5 separate regions of the Mus musculus genome follow, and regions 1, 2, 4 and 5 are each linked to region 3. A link is a contact called in public HiChIP or PLAC-seq, Micro-C and promoter capture Hi-C data. All regions are on one chromosome and are shown on one strand. Each heading gives the region's core, a stretch centred on a gene start, on an enhancer-like site or on the middle of the called end of the contact. The rest is flanking DNA. Distances are from core to core; before and after follow the strand shown.

What was found. Hi-C and Micro-C count contacts between places; a contact is called where the count stands out from the background. HiChIP or PLAC-seq counts read pairs in DNA pulled down with a chosen protein or histone mark. Capture Hi-C pulls out chosen DNA fragments and counts their contacts.
Region 1: a contact with region 3 is called in an H3K27ac HiChIP or PLAC-seq map of a colorectal cancer cell line, with 4 times the contacts expected there. The contact joins two enhancer-like sites. A contact is called at or near these places in 1 of 39 promoter capture datasets (embryonic stem cells), 4 of 484 Hi-C or Micro-C datasets (bone marrow-derived macrophages, cumulus cells, liver and 1 more), 9 of 115 datasets of contacts at active chromatin or transcription factors (the NIH/3T3 cell line, a colorectal cancer cell line, embryonic stem cells and 3 more) and 2 of 9 other capture datasets (adipose tissue and pancreatic islet).
Region 2: an H3K27ac HiChIP or PLAC-seq map of embryonic stem cells shows a contact between it and region 3, with 6 times the contacts expected there. The contact joins two enhancer-like sites. A contact is called at or near these places in 1 of 15 datasets of contacts at CTCF or cohesin (embryonic stem cells), 6 of 484 Hi-C or Micro-C datasets (the N1E-115 cell line, bone marrow-derived macrophages and embryonic stem cells), 4 of 115 datasets of contacts at active chromatin or transcription factors (all in embryonic stem cells) and 2 of 9 other capture datasets (embryonic stem cells and macrophages).
Region 4: a contact with region 3 is called in a promoter capture Hi-C map of adipose tissue. The contact joins two enhancer-like sites. A contact is called at or near these places in 1 of 15 datasets of contacts at CTCF or cohesin (embryonic stem cells), 3 of 484 Hi-C or Micro-C datasets (bone marrow-derived macrophages, embryonic stem cells and psoas muscle), 2 of 115 datasets of contacts at active chromatin or transcription factors (embryonic stem cells and regulatory T cells) and 4 of 9 other capture datasets (adipose tissue, embryonic stem cells, liver and 1 more).
Region 5: a contact with region 3 is called in a Micro-C map of the HL-1 cell line, with 4 times the contacts expected there. The contact joins two enhancer-like sites. A contact is called at or near these places in 2 of 39 promoter capture datasets (embryonic stem cells and liver), 4 of 15 datasets of contacts at CTCF or cohesin (embryonic stem cells, large pre-B cells, pro-B cells and 1 more), 73 of 484 Hi-C or Micro-C datasets (the 63-12 cell line, the AML12 cell line, the AtT-20 cell line and 37 more), 9 of 115 datasets of contacts at active chromatin or transcription factors (the NIH/3T3 cell line, embryonic basal ganglia, embryonic stem cells and 3 more) and 4 of 9 other capture datasets (adipose tissue, embryonic stem cells, liver and 1 more).

Annotation. Positions count from the first base shown.
Region 1 is chr14:76,785,647-76,788,365 of GRCm38.p6, reverse strand. The region is part of intron 1 of Gm30246 (a long non-coding RNA gene); the gene reads right to left. Among named protein-coding and RNA genes, the nearest start is that of Gm30246, 6.3 kb to the right of the region's middle. Within about 2 kb of position 1,290, at least 90 of the 459 cell types and tissues checked have an H3K27ac peak or open chromatin away from gene starts, as enhancers often do. A contact at or near this core is called in the NIH/3T3 cell line, adipose tissue, bone marrow-derived macrophages and 3 more, where this site is marked.
Region 2 is chr14:76,082,916-76,085,749 of GRCm38.p6, reverse strand. No RefSeq gene overlaps it. Among named protein-coding and RNA genes, the nearest start is that of Gpalpp1, 26 kb to the left of the region's middle. Within about 2 kb of position 1,394, at least 36 of the 459 cell types and tissues checked have an H3K27ac peak or open chromatin away from gene starts, as enhancers often do. A contact at or near this core is called in embryonic stem cells, where this site is marked.
Region 3 is chr14:76,477,492-76,480,237 of GRCm38.p6, reverse strand. All of the region lies in intron 1 of Tsc22d1 (TSC22 domain family, member 1), which reads right to left. Among named protein-coding and RNA genes, the nearest start is that of 4930444M15Rik, 42 kb to the left of the region's middle. Within about 2 kb of position 1,422, at least 96 of the 459 cell types and tissues checked have an H3K27ac peak or open chromatin away from gene starts, as enhancers often do. A contact at or near this core is called in the AML12 cell line, the C2C12 cell line, the HL-1 cell line and 11 more, where this site is marked.
Region 4 is chr14:76,219,645-76,222,521 of GRCm38.p6, reverse strand. No RefSeq gene overlaps it. Among named protein-coding and RNA genes, the nearest start is that of Gm41214, 16 kb to the right of the region's middle. Within about 2 kb of position 1,336, at least 30 of the 459 cell types and tissues checked have an H3K27ac peak or open chromatin away from gene starts, as enhancers often do. A contact at or near this core is called in adipose tissue, where this site is marked.
Region 5 is chr14:76,881,697-76,884,396 of GRCm38.p6, reverse strand. No RefSeq gene overlaps it. Among named protein-coding and RNA genes, the nearest start is that of Gm30365, 45 kb to the right of the region's middle. Within about 2 kb of position 1,321, at least 137 of the 459 cell types and tissues checked have an H3K27ac peak or open chromatin away from gene starts, as enhancers often do. A contact at or near this core is called in the AML12 cell line, the C2C12 cell line, the HL-1 cell line and 6 more, where this site is marked.

The sequences.
Region 1 (2,719 bases), core at 41-2,540, 310 kb before region 3:
AACCACATGTGGAAGCCAGACAGAAGGAGTTTGCTTCTACCATGTGGATCCTGGGGATTGAACTCATGTTGTCAGATTTGGTGGCCAGCTCCTTTTCCTGCAGAGCCAACTTGCCCCTCAATAACTCGTTATTGAATGGGAATAAAGGGATACTTCCCTTACAGGAGATGGGATGGAGTCTGAATCCGCAGAGTGACACCTGCTCATGCTGGCTCATTTAAGACACTGTTTTTATTTTTTCATCCTGTGTATGTGTGGGAGTGCACACACTCGAACCTGTGCATACTCAGAATCCAGAAGAAAGTGATCCCTGAGGCTAAAATAGGTGCTGGCAACTGACCCCAGGTCCTCTGCCAAAGCAAGAAAGGCTCTTAAGCATTGAGCCATTCCTCCAGCCCCTAAGCTGGATTGTTTTATGTTTTGTCCCTGCCTTTCTGCACCTCCTAGGCACTAGATCAAGATTGGCCTTCAGCCAGGAAACATTGGTTCTGAGATACCCTCCTTGGCCTGTAGCTGCCAGCCGAGGAAGAAGTATGTGCAGGCTGGCATGGGCCCGGCAGAGCTGGTCATACCCAGCAGTGGCCTTGTGGGTAGGCTGAGTGGGCAGGTGTGGTCTCTGAGTCATTGGGCAAGTGCCCCAAAGCTTAAGGACAGACCCCACAGCCCCCGCATTGAGCTTCCTGTTTCCTGTCACAGCGTCCAAAATTCTACCATATTCGGTTATTCATACTGAGCCTTTCACGGATCTCAGTTAATGAATAATTTTTAGTTCTGAGATGGGAGCAGCTTTAGGTGAGGGAGACAGAGATACGAGAAAATTGGGCGAGAATACAGACAGGTTTTATACTTTCACATTTCTGAAATGAATTTCTCTAGTCCTTTCAAACTACTCAGGCAGCATTGGGGAACTGCTGGTTCCCTGCTTACTGGAGCTCCAACAATAGGGTGCCATCTGGGAACCCAAGGACTAGGACTCCCTGAGTTTGATTCCTGTGCATGCCTATGTGCCTATGAGAGATTATGTGCACCACACACATGTAGGTGTGAGAGGAGGCAAGAGGAAGGTGTCAGGTCCCCTAAAACTAGAGTTATAGGGAGTTGTGGGCCACCAGGTGTGGGTGCTGGGAACTGAACCCTGTCCCCTACAAGAGCAGGAAGTTCTCTTAACTACTGTGCCATCCTTCCAAGTCCACTATTCAGTCCTCAAACACACTTTCCTACCTAGCCACACATGAGCACATGAGAGAGGCAAGAGAATTAGGACATAGCACAGAGTGCGGGACAGGGGACATGCTGCGTCTCAGCTTGATGTCACCAGGCTCTTAGTCACACTGCCTTCTCTGTCTGGGGAGGACCTAGGATCTAAGGAAAAACTTTTCTCAAGATGAAGGCTGAAAACTTCAAAGGTAACACAGGACTATATTTTCTTGATCCTGAATTAGAACGGAGACTCGGATACATGGGCGTATCTCTGTGTGAAGTCTTTTTAAAAGGAGAAATAACTAAAGCTATAGCTTTAGTTAACATGGACTAAAATCTTTATTAGTTAGCGGGCAACTCCACTGACCCTGGTCCAGGATAGCACAGCCACTCATGTCCATCCTATTGAAAGCACTTGGGGAGTTGCTGTTCCTGTCTACCTACCCCATGGACAGGAGGGTCCCCAGAATTGTCATCTTCATTACCTTTTATGGCACCCTTGGACAAATGATTTACTGTGCTGTCTTTTCTCTCTAAGGAAATATTCGGTTTCCTATCCGCTATTATTTGACATAGCTTGTCCCTTGCCAGCTCATATACTGGGATCCTGGGACTCAGTACGGTGATATTGGAGAATAATGGAACCTTTAAGAGGTGAGTCATAAGGGTGGAGATTAGATTCCTGGGGACATTGCCACCAGAAGGGATTAATGCCTCCTGAGACTCCAGATAGTTCTGGAGAGAGTGGTTGTAGTGAGTCAGACCAGCCCCTCCCTGCTGTCTGGCCCCCCATTTGCCACGTGTTCCCACCATCAGGATGCCATACACAATGGGCACCTCACCATAGCCAAGCAGAGACTGCTGCCATGCTCTTGGGACTCCAGAACTGTGAGCTAAATACACCCTTCTTCTTTACAAATGATCTGGCATCGGGTATTTGGGTATTGCAACTAAACGTAGACTAACACACTACCTAGAGATTTTATATTCCTCTTAGCCAAGGGGGAGGCCTTATATTATACCCATTTCACCCTCCACAGGTAGATTCATGGGGGGGGGGGTGGTATGTAATTATGTAGAAAATCTTAACTCACGAGTGTCCTCATCAACATAATTCTTGATTAACCAGATTGGTTTTTTGCAAAATGCTCTAAAAAACAAGGAAAGTTGCTGAATCCTCCCTCTGCCTCTCGCAGCCTAGTAAATGGAACCATAGTTGTTTGCCTTTGCTTTCTCTTTTGTAACTAGAAAAGAAAGGTATTCCTGGAAAACCAGGATTGTCTGTCACCTCATAAGGGGTCATGGTAGACTGAGTGATGCCCTCTAAGGAATCGTTTGGAAAGCTCTAGAACCTGTGACTGTTGGTTTATACAGTAGAATTTCTGAGCATTTGACTATTAAGGATCTCTAGATAAAGCGATCACTTGGAGTGACCTGGGTGGGCCCTAAACACCTCAAAAGTATGGTTAAAGAATATGAGACACTCCAGAGAAGACTTCACTATGAGGGCAGAGGAAGA
Region 2 (2,834 bases), core at 145-2,644, 390 kb after region 3:
GTAACTGCTAACCCATGTCTCAGAATCTTTGTGTAGAACAGCAGTGGGAGGGGGCAGGCACACAGGGCGCACATTAGCTTTGGGGCTGGTGTTTGGTGCTGTCCAGGAGATGGACTGTGTCTAAAATGCCTGCTCGTCCCCTCCTCGTTCACCGCCCTCAAACCCCTAACATCAAGAAGTACATCCATCTACCACAAACAGGGACGATGGAGAGTAAGGCCATCGCAGTTAGCTCACCACAGCCTGCTGTCGTTTATAAATCACACCGCAATTCAAAAGGATATATTTAGACTTTCCCCTCCACAAATAAGAAAATAATGAAAAAATAGGATTTCCAACTCCAACCCAGTCAGCAGCCAGAAAGCCCCAACCCCGAAATCAATCACATCTCTTACATAGAAGGGCAGTGGCTACAGCGGCCCTGGATACAGGTTAGTCAGGGTAGCAAACAGGCTGGACTTCACTCCTTCAAGCCCAAGACAGGATGTAGTGTTAGCAACCCGAAGTTAGCTGTCAATCAGGGGTCAGGGTGACTTGGACTGGGTGTCCTTGGGTTCTCTCAGTGCTGTGTGTATTTCTTGACTCTGAACCATAGGATCCCTCAGAGGAAGGGAAGGCATGGTTCTCAGAACAATGGCGTATATTCATGGCAAACAAAATCTAGAGGAGGGAAAAGAGAAACCTACCGTTGGCAAAAGCCTAGCATGGAGTAGTTAGGCATGGCTTTTCAGTGGATTTGAGTAGAGGTCATTTTTAATTTACAGTTGTATTATCATTCGCAATTAAATAAGTTGCTATGGTGCTTCCAGCCTCTCAGACACAGCAGTTAGATCATTCGTAAATGTATGCTTTCAGAGCCAAGAAGGCGAGGGATTGTTCTTGCACAGGAAGCTGTTCCAAAGTGGATTTTGCTTATGTTCCTAGCAAACTACCAATCTCCAACGTGGGCAGTAACCGCAGTGATTTAAGTGTTAATGACACAAACTGTGCTTGTTCCAGAGCTCTGGGGTTTCTGTTAGAATTTGGGAGAAGGTTCTGGGGTCATTTAAACCAACTCAGTAATTAACTACAGCCAAAAATCTAGCAGCATACTGAGAGGAAGAGGAAAAAACACAAGGAAAGAATGGCCTGTTGAAGCCTCCCCCGGAAACTGTTTCCACTCTAGACAAATGTCTAGGAAAGAACACTAAGTCAGCTCCTGTTGCCGTGTATTTATCGAGCCTATACAATATGTAAAGTGCTGATCTGAGAATACAAAAATACATAAGACATGACCTTTAACTCACCAGTCTAGTGGGGCAGACAATATGCAGAACCAACTAGTGCTATCTGTTGAGCACATGCCAGAGGTGTGTACATGTACTGATTGTGATCGTAGGGCATGCCTGGGCATGAGCTGAGAAGAAAGGGCTACAGTGAATCTCAGTGGATGCTGTTGCTGGTGTGTGGGCATTGAAGAGTGAAAGAGACCAGCTAGAAAGGAAGAGCCAATGCAGGGGGTTCAGCCTGTGGAGCTGAGGGTCAGCAGTCAGCAATGTTGCAGAGAAGACAGCCTGGATAGGAGGAGGGACAAGGGAAGCTGGCTCTGTGAGTTAAGTGTTTGAGGGTTACACATTTGAACCTGAATTTGAAGTACAGAGATACAAATCTGTATGTAACCCTGCCCCCGGGAGCAGATGGAGACTGGCAGACCTAGAGCAGTGGTTCTCAACCTGGGGGTCACGCAGGCTAGATAATTTGCACTGCAGTTTATAACGGTAGCAAAATCACAACTATGGAGTAGCAAAGAAATAATTGTATGGCTGGTGGTCATCACAGCACGAGGAACTGTATTAAAGGGGTGCAGCATTGTGAAGGCTGAGAACTACTGTCCCAGAGGATTATGAAGGCTGAGAACTCCGTGAGAGACCCTGGGGCTGGATAGATTGCTTAGCAGAGGATTTAGGTTTGGTTCCCAGCACCAAAATCAGACAGCTCATGATGCAGGCACCGACACTTACACATAAAATAAGGCATGGTAGTGGAGGAAGGCACCCAGCATTAGCTCTGACACACACAACATCTGATACTAGAAACCAGGAGCCAAAAATGGTTACTAGCCTTGGTAAGTCTGTGAATATAGAGTCACAAAGTTAGGGGAAGTATGCCTGACATATATAAGTAGAAATTCTGTTAACTGGACTGTTGGGGGAACTCTCATCAAATGCATAGATTAATCCTTCTCAAAAAGACACATTAGCCAGGGCCCACCGGTGAGAAAACTCAGTGGGTACAGATGCTTGTCTTCAAGCCTGAAAACCTGAGTTCAGTCCCTGGAACCCACACAGTAGAAGGAGAGAGCAGATGATTCCTATAGGTTGTTCCCAGGCGCATGCACACACACACACACACACACACACACACACACACAAAAGGGGGGGGAGGAGAGGGAGAGCTCAAATTTTACACGTCTATTTTTTCTAATCTACAGAATCTTAACCACAAACACCAGATAACCTTCATTCTACCTAGATAAGCATCAGAGTGCACTTGCGGAGAGTATAAGCTGGGGCTTCAAGGTTCAGGATAAGCACCGAAGGCCAGAGAGAGAAAACTGCACAAAGACAAGCAGAGAGCTACGTTAGTGGTCCTAGAATGGCTTAGATGCCATGACAGAGGATGTCTGTTGCTGATGCAACCAATCCAAGGCAAGAATCTACAGATTCTGGTTGGGGAGCCAGAAGAAGAATAGCGATTCCAGGCTAGACGGGGAAGAGCCCGACAGGAGACTAACAAACTGGGAGAGACACTACATATGAGACTAGTCTATATGAGACTAGTCTACCGTACATTAA
Region 3 (2,746 bases), core at 173-2,672:
GCCAGGGCCTCTATCCCTTCCCTTCCACCCCTCACTGCTCCATCTTAGTCCTTAGTCTACGCAGTCACTGCTATCTAGAGGGTTTCCTGATAACAACCACACTACATTGTACCGTTTAAGACACCAGGAAAGCCTGGGATGAGGCTCAGAGAGCATTCCATCATAAAAGTTAAACTGTAAAGCTCTGCTATATAAAACAGTTAACATTTAACAGAAAAACTTTGATTTCTGCATAACCACGAGCTTGCTCTGCACGGAACCAAAGGGAACCTACAAACATACAAGCCTGCCACCTTGTGGAACACATGCAGAATTACAACCTCCGAGCTAAATGTACTAAAATATACTAGATATTAAAAAACAGTAATCAAGATAACATATCCATTCTAAAACATTAAATATTAGTGGAGAGGTCCACTAGCATTCATTCAACTGGTTGTTATTAATGTTTTATTTAGTGAAATCATTTGGAATCAAAACTAAAGTTTCTCTTTAGACATGAGCAGAATTGCTCCCGTAGATAGTGGAATAAACTTGGGGTCTCATCCCCTCTTAGTTACAATAGCCACCACCTATGCTTAATGAACACAACACGGCAACTCCACTGCCCACCAACAGCACCACTGGACCAATTTTACCCTATGAAGGAGAATTCCTATACAATCTTTACTATTTCATAATTAGACTGCAATGAGTCCAAACTCTCAGAAGAATCTACTCATTACTTCTTGATAACAAACTGCCACAAAAGAGCCTGGTCTAAAATAGCGAATAAAAGACAGAAAAAACCATTGACTTTTTCCGAGTACCTGCTGCAGTCATGGATTTTTCAGAAAGCAGTAGCCTTTGGGGAAACACAGCCTCCTTTGACGCTGAGGGTTAGCCGTGGCTCTTGTGAGAACATGGGCTGCCAGGTTACAGAAACTCCTTGTGAATGTGGCTCAGTGCGATCCACAGAGCTTCCGATGGCCCTGGGTCTGGTCCTTTCCGGGTTCCTATAACAGTCTGCGTGTCCACCTTGGGGAGGAAATAATCCTACGGCCTAAGGGACTGACAAACTCTTAGAACAGTGCTAATGTACTTCCTGCTTCCAAGGATTTAGTTATTAAACCTGGACAGGATGGACAAAAGCTACAGAGACAAAAATGGAGAATCTGTTCCAAACGTCTTTTTTTTCAGATAAGGATTCCATCTTTTGGCGAAGTGTTTTCCTTTGTTCTGTTTTGTTCTTCACAAACAACAAAACAAAACTTGTAGGCGAGAAGCAGGGAGATCATTACTTTTTTTTTCTGCTCTACAATTCCATCTGAAGGAAACTGGAAAACTGACTATCTCCAAATCTCCAGAGAAAGGCTTCTCTCTCCCGTTGTGAGCCAGCATTCCTCAGGATGAGTCAGCATTCCTCATGCTGAGTCAGAGTCTCCCCCCACCTTCCTGTCCGGCCCTTCAGCCCCTCAGCCCCTCAGCACCAATGGCATACAATGGTATATCTGTGTCTCTTTCCCTCTTACCCACACACACACAGCAAACATCTAAGCACCGGGTCTTAAGAACGAAAACATGAGGAGCCACAGTTACCCTCCGAGTATGGTATTAATAATTCAAAATGGTTTAAGCTCTGGTATCAAAGTTAAGAGCTAACTGTGCTATTCAACTCAATTTCTTTTCTCTCTTTCTCTTTCTCTTTCTCTTTCTCTTTCTCTCTCTCTCTCTCTCTCTCTCTCTCTCTCTCTCTCTCTCTCTCTCCCTCCCTCCCTCCCTCCCTCCCTCCCTCCCTCCCTCCCTTCCTTCCTTCCTTTCTTTCTTTCTAAAGTCTTACTCTGGGTGTGGTAGCACACACCTTTAGTCAAAGTGCTAGGGGTTTAGAGGCAGGTGGAGCTCTGTAATTTGAGGCCAGCCTGGTCTACATAGCAAGGAGAGCTAGACAGTGAGAGAGCCTGCCTTTAACAAAAAAAGGGGGGGAGGGGAGAAAGGGAGGGAGGGAGAGGAGGAGGAAAGAGGGAGGGAAGGTCTCACTGGATGGCACTTGCTGGTTGGGAACTCTATGGAGAACAAACTGTTCACATCTCCCTATCCCCCTGCCCCTGCTTCCAAGCTGCTGGACTTGCTCATGACCTTGTACCGTCACGCTAGGCTTTAGAAAGAATCTCATGTAATTTATCTGCCAACTGAAGCAAAAGACTCCTCTTGTCACCATCGCCATCCAGTCCTCCAAGTATTTTTAAAGTAGCTCTTAAGATTTCCTAACTAGGGCTGGCGAGATGGCTCAGTGGGTAAGAGCACTGACTGCTCTTCTGAAGATCCTGAGTTCAAATCTCAGCAACTACATGGTGGCTCACAACCACCCACAATAAGATCTGACACCCTCTTCTGGTGTGTCTGAAGACAGCTACAGTGTACTTATGTATAATAATAAATAATAAGTCTTTGGGCCATAGCAACCAGAGCAAGTGGGGTTGACCTAAAATTTCAATTCCCAACAGCCATATGAAGGATCACAACCATTTATACAGCTACAGTGTACTCATATATATGAAATTGTAATATCCAAAATAAATTCAAGACTACCCAGTACCTTCCCCCTTCAAAAGGACTTTCCAAACTGTACTAGCAGGCCAAGTACAGAGTCAGATAAAAAAGCTGGCTGACTAAACAAATATAGAAACATAGTTTTAACGGTCAAAATTACTAAGCTTCCAAAACAAGATTAACAATTCCTTTGTCCCGCCTCATACTAAAAACCTCA
Region 4 (2,877 bases), core at 87-2,586, 260 kb after region 3:
CCTCATAATGCCTAGGGCAGCCCTACATCAGAGGATGTTTGGGCTCAAAGCTGGTGGTGCTGAAGTTGAGACACTAGCCTAGGCACTCACTAGGATGTGGTGCAGACAGCCTGTGTACAGCAAAATATGTGTGAGCTGTTTGTGACTTAGAAAGGTGACCTTGGGGAGACAGTCTTCAGAAGTCCAGACATGGAAATCCCATGTTAAGTGATGTCACGAATTTCCATTAAGGTTATTGTAGCTGGACTTGAATAGATCCTTCCTTTTGGTTGCCTTGGAAACAATGAATTAGGGAGAGCAGCCCAGTAGTCTGGGTCATGTGGAATGAAAAGAAAGAAACTTTTGAAAATATCGCACTAAAGAATTTCAGGAATGAGAAGAATAAATTATTCAAGGTGCTTATGCATTCAATCTAAGAAGCACATGCTAATCAGAAACTGTTTGGGGGCCAAGGGCAAGAGAATGGACCCTCAGCCCTTCCTGTTTTGTTTGGTAGCTCAAAGGACTGCTTGCAGTTCAAATGAGCAGCTCACAGCTCGGGCCCCAGGTCCTCCAAGGCCAAGTTATTACAAAGAGATAAAAGATCTTGTGTATTTATCTCAGCTCAACACGATCTGGTTACAGGCTGCTCTCCCTGGCTTGCTCTCTCTGCTATACACAACATCTGCTTATGTTAAAATATAATCAACAAAGACTCACAAAAGCTTTCTTGTCTGTTGAAGTGGAACGGAGACCACAGGCTTCGCCCCCAAATTCAACTGGGCTTACGTGTTCTTGCTCAGACAATTAACTCCCCAATTAAACTCAGATCTGGAAAACAAGACCACGGAGTCCTCTGAAATGCCAAAGCCAGGGACAAATGGACACGGAGTCACAGGCAAAGAACACCGAGTTCCAGGACAGTCAAATATAGAAGCTCTCGGGGCCAAGAAATTCAAGAAATCTCCAGAATGATTTATTTTACAATTCAGACAAGTTTTAAGATAAAAGGTTTTTAAACTCATTTATTTTTAGGTAAGCCTCCCTCCTTTCACAAAGAAATATTCTCTAGCTAATGACCATAAGAGGAGGTCAAACGTTACAGGACCAACAATGGCAAGCAAACCAGAGAGTGTTTCCTAAGTGCTCTCTCTGAGGTGGGTGCTGGGACACAGCTGATATTCAGTGTTGGAGATAAACTTCATAGCAATGATCAGGCCTGAGGTCTTCATTGGAAACGAGACTTCAGCTCCCAGACTTGGGAACTCAATGTGCGGTAATGTTGAAGAGATGCTAGTCACTATGCAGTGTGTGGGCTCTTCAGAGATGGCTCATCGGTTATGCAAATTTATGCAAATCCAGAGCTAGAGTATCCTTTAAGCCCTGGAGGTAATTGTGAGCAAGACAACACAGTTTCTATAGCCACAGAGAAATGAAACTCGGGGATGCCTTCTAAGCGTGGTCAGTATTTGGAAGGAGTCTACAATCAGCCTGTGGGTGTTGAGTGTGGTGTGCTGGCTCAGCCTCACTCATCCTTCTGTGGTGATCTCTCATTTTGGCAGCTCAAATCACTCCTAGCATCAGGCTTGGTGACCTAAACCTGTAATTACAGCTACTCTGCAGGCTGAGACAAGAGAGTTTCAAGTTCAAAGCCAGCCTGGACCACTGAGCAAATTAAAGGGTGAGCAATATGGTGAGACTCTGGGGGTTGTAGCTCTTGCATCAAGCCAAGGTTCAATCATCGTACTATAAAATAATAATAGTAATGATAATATAACAATAACAATAATAATAATAATATTTTAAAATTAAGAAATGGGAGCTTGAGAGGTGGCAGGCATATCAGTTGAGAGTATTTATTGCTAATGTGGAAGACCCAGTTTGGTTCCCAGCACTGACATGAGGAGTCACATAATGACCTGCAACTCCATTTCCAGGGAGTCTGATGCCCTCTGGCTTCTGAGGGTGGCTATACACATGAGGTGCACATAACCCATGGAGGCACATGTGTAAACACATGACTAAAAACTAAGCCAATTCTTCTAAAACAAAATAAAAAAAAAATAGAATAAAGTGACTCTCTGACCCTTCTACCTCCACCTTTCCAGGGTCCCCATACACCAGTGAGGTCGGGGAACTGGACCCTTACTGGCCACCATGAGAGTGCTCCAAAAATTTTGAGTCTGGGGTATAGAAGATCACACAGTCCCACTCCTCACTTAAGATAAGGCAAGAAAATCCCAAGAGTGTTGAAAGACTCCATGATAGGAAGTGATACTGTATGTCTAAGAATCCAAAGTTTACCCCTGTGTCCATGGCTCATGCATGGAATGAAAAGCTGTTGGTGAGCTGGAGAGATGGCTCAGCGATTAAGAGCACTGACTGCTCTTCCAGAGGTCCTGAGTTTAATTCCTAGCAACCACATGGTGGCTCACAACCATCTCTAATGGGATCTGATATATTCTTCTGGTGTGTCTGAAGACAGCTACAGTGTACTCAGATAAATAAAAATAAATAAATCTTTAAAAAAAAAAAAAGCCGGGTGGTGATGGCGCACGCCTTTAATCCCAGCACTTGGGAGTCAGAGGCAGGTGGATTTCTGAGTTTGGGGACAGCCTGGTCTACAGAGTGAGTTCCAGGACAGCCAGGACTATACAGAGAAACCCTGTCTCGAAAAAACAAAAACAAAACAAAACAAAAAAACACACCCCCCACAAGAAATTCCAGTTTAAAACAAGGTTTTAGTATTTTTTTAAAGCTCCAAAATCAGGAATCTCCTCCCCAAAATCTAAAGGCGTGCACTTGTACCAGCAGGGTAATCTCATAAACTGTCCAGCTAGCTGCCTTACTGTCGGGATGAGGATGGGCGAGTGCCCAGTGAGACGTTTCCCTCCTGTC
Region 5 (2,700 bases), core at 72-2,571, 400 kb before region 3:
CTAGGATTTGACCCAAAAATCTACATTGAATTCCAGCAGTTCTGGTGACAAGAAGGCCAAGACAGATTTTCATTTGCATGACCCAGAGCCAACTCCTGCAATTCTGTGGTGTTTTCATTCTAAGCAAAGCACAGACAGTCGCCACTGGGTGACCATTGCTCTGCTTTGGGTCATCTGTCCCTATTGATAAGTACCAATGCCATGAAATTGTGAACTGACTCAATGATATGGCCGTTGTTGCCCTGTGTCAGGCAATGGGTTTTCTGTACATGGAATCATTTCACATTCTCTAAATACTACTAAATTAACTCCAGAAGTTTAAGGATTAGGCCATGGCTTTATTATCTCTAGTTCTTAGCTGTCACCCTGAGGAACAGAACACCTATGAAATGTGTCAATCATAATGGGGCTTATGAACATTCAGAAAGGATGAAAATAACTCCTGTTAGGTCCCATGGGCTTGGAGGTTCAGGCATATTATCTGGCCTTTAGGTATTGTTCTTGTGGAATGTATACCCTTTATTGTGGGCAGTGGATGGAGCCAGGAGTGCATGGATGACCTTTCTTAAATATCCTTAGCAGTGAACATTTATCCATTCTATGTGGTATGGGATGCTGGCCAGAAGTCGGTGTTATCGCTACGACACGAGCTGGGGTTGATTTTTCTGGTTTCTTCACCCGCAAGGACGAATTTACAAGAGAAATGCTCACAGCCTCTCAGAGCTTTAGTGCTAGATGTTCACAGAATCTACTACGTCTTGCATTTGGCTGCTGTGGGAAAAGATACCTGAGACAGCACTGGGGGGAGGCTAGCAGGAGGGCCAGACTTGTCACACTTATTCAGCAGATTAAAGAGCCTGAGAGGTCTTATCAGTATCAGCCAAAAGGTATGACTCAGCCAAGGGGAATGAACAGTGAAAAAAATAATAAAAAAAACCAGATTCACTTTATAGAGCAAGCATTCTCTGCCTTCAGAGAACACTGGGCACCTTTTTACCCCATCCCCCTGTGGCAAAATACTTTTCTCATCTACAGAACACTATGTGGCTCCATTTACCTAAAGCCTGTTACACGGTTGCTTCGTCAAAGAATGCCCATCTCTGGTTTTCTTTTCCTTTCCTTTCTTTCTTTTTCTAGTAAAGCCATGTAGGGGATATGGAGTGTAACACCTGAAATAATAGGATTTTTACAGGAAATAATGTAAATGAAGCCTTTCGCCCTTAATGACCCATGATAAAATGCTCTTGTTACCCGAGCTCCAGCAGCAACTCAAGCAGGTTGCCATGGTAACGTCCAGCTGCTCCTTGGCTCTTTGCTTAATGATCAGTGTGATGTCAGGCTCTCAAGATAACCAGAGGCTCAGACAAATCTTAACAGCGGCCACAACAGTCCACTGGGGACTTCAGTTGTGTCTGACTGAGGGCTCCTGTGTCCAGGTCTAATTAAAACATACTCAGACCTAGACTGCAAGTGCCCGAGGCAGAGAATCAGGTCACCTTTCCAAGTTCCCTATTCACTTGCTTTGCTCCACATGATTGCCCAGTTGGAAAGACGCCAGAGCCTGGCAGCCACAGCACATCACTATGCCCAGTGCTTCAAACACACCTGCTAGCCAGCTCTCCCTGGCATGGGGAGATCATACCAAAGAAGGTGACCTTTGGTCCCCTCTTCCTGTGTTCCTTGCATGACTCTTTCAGCCGTGGTGAAGCCTGGAATTCTTACCATGAAGCACAAGTTGATTTAGGGAGCAAACCAGGGACGGAGGAACTAGAACATTCACTTAGAATATACTTTTCTTCTTCATTTCTTCTTTTCAGCCCCTCTTGAGATAGTTTAAAAAGCATTCACTATCTGTAGGCCATTACTAAAAACACAGAGAGTACGGTTGAGTAAGGCTTTGTCCCTCTTCTCTAGGAGCCAGATGAGATCAGGTAGACGTGTATAAGCTGGGGTTTGAGACATCTTCCTTAAAGGATACCAGCAAGGCTGTCTAGAGAAGAGAGATTAGACTTTGAGGGAATTAGTAACATGGTGGGAGGGAGAGAGGGAGAGAGGGAGAGAGGGAGAGAGGGAGAAAGAGACAATGTGATACAGTTTGGAAGCATGATCTTGTATGTTTAGAAGGCTGCAATGCAGACTAGCTGGAGTTTTCTCTAGCTATCTTGTGAGAAGACAAGAGAGGAAGGCTGGGGCCAGAGTGAATTTTTTGTTTTGTTTTGAGGGCCAATGAGAGATACCTAAGGCTCTTAAGTGGGGAAAGGAAATGGTGGTTGATATTTAAGAAAATTACTATCCTTACGGGTAAGACCATGAACAGAGACAACAGGAGATGCGGGGCCATTAGAGTCACAGAGGGAGTCTGACCATAGAGACTACCTATAGGTTTATGTCCAGCATATGCATGTACATGTGTGTACTCCTGTGTCTCTGTGTATTTCTCTGTGTGTGTCTCTGTGTATGTATATGTGTGTGTATGTGTGTTTGTGTGTATGTGTGTGCATATGTGTCTGTGTGTGTATATGTGTGTGTCTATGTACATGTGTGTCTCTCTGTGTGTATGTGTGTGTCTGTGTACATGTGTGTGTATATATATGTGTGTGTATATGTCTGTGTCTGTGTGTGTCTCTGTGTATGTATATGTGTGTATGTGTGTTTGTGTGTGTGTGTGCATATGTGTTTGTGTGTGTATATGTGTATGTC